Linked DNA regions of Danio rerio: region 1 is linked to region 2. A link is a contact called in public Hi-C data. All regions are on one chromosome and are shown on one strand. Each heading gives the region's core, a stretch centred on a gene start, on an enhancer-like site or on the middle of the called end of the contact. The rest is flanking DNA. Distances are from core to core; before and after follow the strand shown.

Evidence for each region. Hi-C and Micro-C count contacts between places; a contact is called where the count stands out from the background.
Region 1: a Hi-C map of hematopoietic stem cells shows a contact between it and region 2, with 3 times the contacts expected there. The contact joins the promoter of hnrnph1l here to the promoter of pwwp2a in region 2. A contact is called at or near these places in 5 of 18 Hi-C or Micro-C datasets (caudal fin, embryo, gastrula embryo and 1 more) and 2 of 4 datasets of contacts at active chromatin or transcription factors (embryo and gastrula embryo).

What each region holds. Positions count from the first base shown.
Region 1 is chr21:32,832,744-32,836,671 of GRCz12tu, reverse strand. hnrnph1l (heterogeneous nuclear ribonucleoprotein H1, like) reads left to right here and starts at 2,377. Exons shown (of 11, transcript NM_212589.2): 1 at 2,377-2,459; 2 at 2,840-2,950; 3 at 3,052-3,207. The coding sequence starts at 2,866. LOC141380015 (a long non-coding RNA gene) reads left to right here. Exons shown (of 4, transcript XR_012397239.1): 4 at 1-46.
Region 2 is chr21:32,682,002-32,686,339 of GRCz12tu, reverse strand. It overlaps pwwp2a (PWWP domain containing 2A), which reads left to right and starts at 1,278. Exons shown (of 4, transcript XM_073935989.1): 1 at 1,278-1,671; 2 at 1,762-2,336. The coding sequence starts at 1,294.

The DNA.
Region 1 (3,928 bases), core at 1,128-3,627, 150 kb before region 2:
ATAAGTCTGTAAAATAAACTATTAAAAGTGCTGATGATTGTGATAGTAAGTGTTGTAGTGTCGTCTTTCATGTTGTATCTCAGCTTTAATGCGCTTTTTAAATGGATAAATAAAAAAACAAAGCAGCTGCTTGCCATCGTGACAGCAATAAGATCCAATGGACGGCCGATCGCTTTCACTCTAAAATGGTGGAATCGCGGGGCTGTTGCTGGGCACTGATGTTGCTATGGAACGTTCTATTGAGTGTCGCCTCTTGGTCATTCTAAGCTCTTTGCTTGGCTTCTGCTTGCATTTCCTGTTTCCTCTAGTACCTCTCTACTTTTTCTGCTGTCTCCCTGATGGAGGAAGTGTACTGAAGAAACAGGTGTTTGTTTTCTGACAAGGATATTGTCTGCAGCTTCTCATCTGAAATGCTGAGCTCCAGGTACACCGCTTACCCCAGTGCATGCTCTAGAAGCCATGTAAATCTCTGGCCCTGGTACTTGCCAAACTGAATTTTGCAGTGAGACAGTACTAAAAACTGGTCACTGGGGGCTCCACCATTGCTGCTGACAAAAGCAATGGTCTCTGCCAGCACCTCTTCCTTGGGTTTGGCCCTTCCAGACTTCCTGCTTTCAAGGTGCTCTGCCTCTGCACATGGCCCCAAGACGTGTCGGCTTGATTTCGCTGATTGGTGGCGGAAAATCAGGTATGCGTACATTTTTCTGAAAAAAATCATGAGAGAGAACATTTGCCTTGAGCAATCTGAAAGATGTATTTACATTAAAGAGGTGGTCCAGAATGTAATTTTAAAACTTGGCTGTGTTTATAAGATGCAAAGCAATGTGTGTTCATGTTTCACTTGAAGGAAATCGCGTTATTTTTTCATATATGTCACTTTGATTATACACAGCTATTCAGCTAACATGAAAACGACTGTCAAATTTCCTAGTTCCTCTGAAAGGCCCGCCCTTAAGTGACTCTGATTGGTCATAGTCATAATGTGCTGCTATTCGCGGATCGGCTCCACGTCACGCCTGTAAAAGTACGTGCTTTTCTGCTGTTTAAACAATCAGTCAACCTCCTGCCTGCTCTCTATATTAAAATCTGACAAGTGTCTGTAAGGAGTGAAAACGGGGTGCCATTGTTTGTCTATGTGTGTGCATCTATGTGTGTGTGTGTGTGTGTGTGTGTGTGTGTGTGTGTGAATGTGTGAACTTTCTTTAACAAGCGCATGTGCGCGGGAGTTTTTTTTTCTTTTTTCTCTGATGCTCAGATGAAGTTATTTTCTGTAATATATTGTGACAGAAAAATAAAGCACAAGATGTGGGATGCTATCTGTGTGAGCCTTATTATTTTTCTGCTGCTACCACGAGTCAGGTGAGCTATTCTGTATTTTTTTAACTCTATGCATTACACGACGTCTTTCATATATATCCGGAATATGCAGGTGTAAATAATATGAATCACTCACATATCTTTTGTGACTTCTTTATCTAAGATGTGAAACGCATGGCAAAGCCGCCTGAAGACAATCAATGCAGTCGCGCACACACATAGAGACACGAACGTGCTGGTGGAGTGTGTGTGTGTGTGTGTGTTTACAGCAATTTGACTGATAAACATGAATTTGTAGCTCAATCATTTGTCTGCAAAGCTGCATTTCCCATTGTTTACATCATTGCTACAGCATACCGTTAACGCTAGACACTGTACATGTCATGATCAATTTTAACAAAAACACTTACAGGTTGTAGCTCACAGCTTCTGCTTTGAGGAGATTTTAACCGAATCCAGCACTGAACTGGGAGAGATTCTGGAGCTGTTTTGTCAAATCATGCTTGCTATGCATTTATAATTCTCTGGAATATAATTAATATTGATTTAGCATTTTCTTTCCCCCCCAACATTCGTGTAATTTATTTACTATTAAATAAATATTAATATTATTTAATATTAAATAATGGTAAATTGTTTTATTCCTCCATAGCTAATAATAGGCTGTCTTTCAGTCATCAGAAGCCATTCAAAAAATCAAATGCATAAACATTATTTTATTTATTTATTATTTTATTTATGCAGGAATTTATGGATTTATTTACTCATTTATTTATATAGTTGCGTATTTATTTATTTATTGTTTTGCAGGTTTCGTCCTCCATAGGGTAACATTCAAACCTTTGAAATGACAGCAAATTCAGTCAATTGTAGAAAATTGCAGATCGAATGCAAAATTATTTAAACTGAAAATAGCAATTTATGACTGTTTTATATCATTCTGCCGCAGACAAGTAAAGTACATCCATTTTAATGAGCAAAATAAACCCCCAATTTTAATCTTCAGAAGAGACGCGTTAAATCCTGACACGGAAGTGGGCGTGGACTCTCAGCGGAAGTGATCATGAGTCTGCGCTGAATGAGAAGCAGAGAAACGTTCAAACGTGATCACGCCGAGAAGCGAAAATACTAATTATACCAAGGTAAAGTTTTCATCGTTTATTTTTTAATGAATCGTATTCACAATGTACGTTTTTTTCAACTGATCTATATGTTTAATTTCCGGCTACGTTAAAGGAGTGTTTGTTGTGAAGCCGCCGGCCTGCGGAGGCCTCCGTGCGCTCTTTGTTTCCGTACTAGCCGTTGATCTGCCTGCATAAGAGGGCCACAGTTGATGTTTTGTTTCATCATAAACATTATTAGTGGGTTATTTTAATGATGCTAAACATTTAAAACTTATATTGAGTGAGATAAAGCATTTAGCTACATAAAGGCAATAAACAGTCCACGTGACTCACTCATGGACGAGATTGTTTCCTGGATCAGCGCTGTGGTTAAAAAATCTCTTTCTTTTTTTCTTAAGCTTGAAAACAGATTGATTGTGTTATCATGGCCGACGATGAAGGATTTGTTGTTCGTGTTCGGGGTCTGCCTTGGTCTTGCTCTGCAGAAGAAGTATCCAGGTTTTTTTCAGGTGATAATGTGGAGTCTACGAATATCATACTTCTGCTTGGGGTAATTAATCGTGGCTAAAAATGAACGAAACCACTTTTTTCTTTCACTTTTGTTTTTTAGGCTGTAAAATTTCCAGCAATGGATCAGCCATCCACTTCACATACACACGAGAAGGCAGACCGAGTGGAGAAGCTTTTGTGGAGCTGGAGTCAGAGGACGACCTGAAGATCGCGGTCAAGAAAGACAGGGAGTCAATGGGCCATAGATATGTAGAAGGTATGGCTTACAGAGGAGTTTTATAAACATTACAGTACACAGGCTTTTAGATAGTGTTGGTTGAATATGAAAATAATGAAATAAATATTGTTCTGTTTCATCTAATAAATAAAAAATGAAAGGTAAAATAGTTAAAATTAAAAGAATACATGACACTGAAACTGGATTAATGTTGCTCGCCCACATTTGGGTCTGTGTTACTGTAAATTAGCTAAAGATATTTGGGTAACACTTTAGTTTAACCAGTTAAGCTCTGGGGCTATTTGGGGTAATTCCGCCTGAATTTGGCCTTCCGATTTAAAAAGCTTCCCATACCCACATGCAGAGGTGTAAATACGAAAGTTTGGTATCATTTGAAAGGAAACCCTTTGAAATTTCATAAAATACAGTTGAAATGGAAAACAATTGTTGAAAAACGATTGTTTTCCATTTCTACCCTTTATTCAAAAAAGCTCATCCCTGAGCTGTTATAATAATAATAAAATAAAAAAACGAAGTATTTCCTGTGTTCAGTCCAAATATCTAAATATTTTTAAACCAAGATACATACTAGACACATAAAATAGCATAAAAAATTGTCTTGTTTTCTGAATAAAAAACAAAACATCTCAATTATGTGATTGTTTGTTTAAAACAAGCTAAATTATTTGCCAATGGGGTAAGAAAAATAATCCTAATGAGATCTAATCTCACAGAAGTTTTAAGCATCACTTAATTTTCT
Region 2 (4,338 bases), core at 29-2,528:
ACAGAGATATTTTACTATTATTTCAAAGCAGCATTTTTATTATTTTGAAATAGCTTTTACTCTTAAACTAATATCTTAAAACCATTAATTTCCATAATAAAGGCAACATACAATTCAAGTTGTGTGTATTTAGATTTTTGTTTCAATTTTATTTCAATTAGTGTATGATCTTTTAAAGGTTAGCTCCACAGAAAAATGAAAAGTTAATTTAATGTTACTTACTCTCAAACCACTCAGTAGAACGTAATCGAGCATTTTAGCTAAAGCTACATGCAGATTGAGGATCATAAAAACTAAACCAAATACAAGGAAAATAAAATTCATGCCCATAGCAGATAATTAAATGATGGTTTATGAAGAAATATCAGTGCAAGAAAATGCACATTATATATTTGCGACATTTATTCAGTCATTCATTTTCTTTTCAGCTTAGTCCCTTTATTAATCTGTGGTCGCGATAGAGGAAGGAACTGCCAACTTATCCAGCATATGTTTGACACAGCGGATGCCCTTCCAGCTTTAACCCAACATACATACAGAGCCAATTTAGCTTTCCCAATTCACCTATAGCACATCTCTTTGGACTTGTGAGGGAAACAGGAGCACCCAGAGGAAACACACAAGAACATGCAAACTCCACACAGAAATGTCAACTGACCTAGCTGAGGATCAAACCAGTGACCTTCTTGCTCCAAGGCGACAGCGCTATACTGTGCCACAGTGTTGCCCTTATTTGCAACATTATTCATTAATCCACAGCCTTTGTAAGCAGTCCTGAGCACATTTTTCTTTTTTCCACAAAATTCATTTCAGTTTTGCTCTGTAATATGGTTTTGAGTCATTCTCCTGCATTGTGAATTCTCTTTATTTATTTTTTTTACTGAAGCAAAAGGTATTTAGGCTACATACATAATGTCCTGAGTCTAGCCTAAATTAGCAGGGAAACGTAAATTGTTGGATAAACAATCATTTTAATAGTTTTAGCTCTCCGTTTGTAAACAGTAATTGACAACACTAAGAAATAATCAAACCAAGAAACAATGAGGTAAATATACAACTCAACATCGCCCCTGGTGGCGCCAAAGTTGCATCCTCATAATAAAGTATATTGACATAATAGAAGCCAATCGCAAAAGTGTTTCCAGGGATTTCCTATGATCGACACAGAACTGAGCCAATTGCCAACAAGCGCACGATGAGGGAGCCAATTGCAAGTGTCGGTAGTTGTGAGTAGGCGGGTCCTAATCTTATCAGGAGGAGAGGGCCAAGTAGTAGTTGCAGAGCGGAAAGAAAATGGCGGCCGTGGCTGCGGAGCCAGGAGCTGCTGCGGCATCAACAACAGCGGGGGACGGGGTGGAATACGAGCCCGAGCCAGGTGAACATGTGGTCGAGCTAGAGGCCCGCTCCGTCCCGGAAATGGAGCTTTGTCACCAACCCGAGGATGTGGATGCAGTTCAGGAATGCAGCCAGGTCCAAATGGAAATCAGAAGGCCGGACCTTCAAGCCGCGGGAAAAGCCCTCGCTGCCCATGCGGACGGCGAACGCTCCGAGTCGGGGGGCTCTTGGGGCCGCCTGGACACCGTCGAGCAGCCCGTGCTCATAGACTACAGATGTACGGACGTTTCCGACTACGGGGAAGCCTTCTCGCCGAAGGTGGAGGCAGCAAACGAGGTCAGTCCTTTCGACTCAAGCCCCTGCCAACTGCTCCCCATCTCCGACTCGCAGCCCTCTGTGGTCTTCTTGCATTCCCTCCCCTCTCAGGTCCCTTCGGAGCCTGAAACCGGACTGTCTCCGGCTGTCGAATACGACCCGCTGTCGAGCCATCCCGCCGATCTGGAGTGTGAACTGATCGGCTTTACGCAGCAGGACCCGGAGCCCGAGCCCGCGAATGATGCTCCGGCCGGGTCGGAACTCAAAGCTCACGAGGATGCTTTCCATGACATCCCGCACCCGTCCGATCCCCTGGATTCCCTGTCCACCGCGGAGGAGACCTCGCTGGGGGAGTCGGTGGGTCAGAGCTGCATTAGTGACTTCTCCACAGTTTCCAGCAAGGACTCTCCCGAACTCGCAGCGGCAGTGGACCGGTCACTCATCTCATCGGTGGAGATGAGCTCACATCCTCTCCATCAGCAGAGCTTCAAGACGGAGCTCAGCGAACCAGACACGGACACCAAAGCCCCGGTTCTGTGTGTAGCGGAGCCCGAGGGAGATGAGCGTCTGGTGCTGGGTTCGGAGGTCCGAGTGACGCTGGACCACATCATCGACGACGCGCTAGTGGTGTCGTTCCGATTAGGCGAGAAGATCTTCTCCGGGGTGCTCATGGACCTCTCGAGAAGGTAAACACTGTGTTTAAGCAAGAGAAAAGATGCTGTGTCCCCTTGTACATCCCGAGTACTTCCCAAAGTTGGGTTCTGCAACAATTTAGTGTAGCAATTGTTTTGGTTTGCCAGTATATTTTGCAGTGTTGAGTTCACACTTATTGTTTTTAATTAAATGTTTCCTTATGTTTTGATGTCAAAAATTGTATTTACATTCAGGGAGATGTGCAGGATAATATTAATTAAACTCTGCTGTAGTTCTGTCAAAATATAGGTCAAATAATGTTCAGCATAGCATGTATTTTATATAAAATGAAACAGCATGGGCATTGTACATTGCACTTTTTTCTATAACATGTCTTTATTGAGTTTTTTTTTCAAGATATTACAATAATTCAAACCCAAATACACAAAACTTACCCTAGACAGGCTTAGGGAAAAAAATTAACTGCACTCTTTAAAATATATAAAGGAATGGCAAACTAAATAATATGTCTTACAAGATTAAAATCTTGTTGATAAAGGATGAAAGCTGAAGGTTAGAAGGCTAATTCTGACATTAAAAAAGGTTTAAAATGTCAATAGTTAGTATTTTGGGTTTGAATTGTTATCCTTAAAAGGAGTCTTAATGTTTTTGTAAATGATTATGGATCTAAATGCCAGCTTTCAGTAAGTTCTGAAGACTTTGGTCTTACACTGTTAAGGCCTTTACATGATCTAAACATAAGACATTTCCTAACCTGGTTTTTATTTAAAGGTAGAACAAATGTCAATGCTGTAAAAATTGTTTGAATTAAGTTGGCAGATATTCCTGTTTTGATCCATTTCACCGATAACTACGCTGAAAAAATGATTCAAAGATGATTCCTTTATTTAACGAATACATTTACTAATTTATTTGGGCTGAATTTAAACAAAAAAATTAAGTTGAACATTCCTAAATTTAATTAGTTTGTTTAAATTCAACACATAATCTGTTTGCAACAATTCTGCAGACATTTTTTTGAGTCTGGGCTTGTCCTATTATTTTACTCATAATTCCACATGTAATAGTCTGACTGTAGTTATTCAATCCTTAAGTTCAACAACTCATTGTCCTTTCTCCACAATTCTGTATTTAGACAACATTGATGTTATTTGCTCATGTGTTCTCAAACTGTTCTATAAAATGTTCTCCAATATGCCTTCATAAAACCTGTTTAGAGACCCTGTTAATAATAGCCTTGTAGCTATATCAATTATTAGCTTGACATTTTTGTTGGTGTCTTTTTTTTTTTAAACCATGCTGACAAATACATTTTACAACTTATTCCATGTCATAACAATACATTGGTCAAAAATAATCCTAAAACAGCATCAAAATTGATAACAGCAAAAAACATCTTGAATTTTTGAGTCAGATACCCAAATACTGACATGTAACTAGGTATAAATGCTCAATATAAGCTAACCAGGAGGGGAAACAGTGTTATACTGGTGATTAACACCCTACAAATTGCTCCCACAGTTTGTCTGTTTCAGCACCCTCATTCACACATTTTTCTTTCGGTGTCAGGCATGAATCATAGCTGAAGCCAATTTACAGTGCCATCCATGCGGGCTGCGGTGGATCTTCTGTCTCCCTGTTCAGTTCATGCCTTGAGAGAAGTGAACATGAAACATTCTTGTGATGATGCTTTGTAGGAAATGTGTCCTGAAGAACCTGTGCAGCAACATTGTTCAGAAACAAACATTTCACCAGCTGGAAATTATTTTGAGAGAATGTTTTCAAAGTTTGACAAACTAAAACTTCAGATTAGACTGGTTAAAGTAAGCTTGACATTGCTTTTGAATAATTAAAACAATGCAGGTTTATAGCTTTCTTTAATATATGGTTAATGGTCAGATTACATGCAAGTATAAAGATAAATAAATGACTTGTTTTGACATATCACTAAGTGAAAGTTATTTATGATAGTATTTTAAAAGTAGTATTTTAGTAGCCCAATCAAATTTAATTTTGTTTTCAATAAATATATAA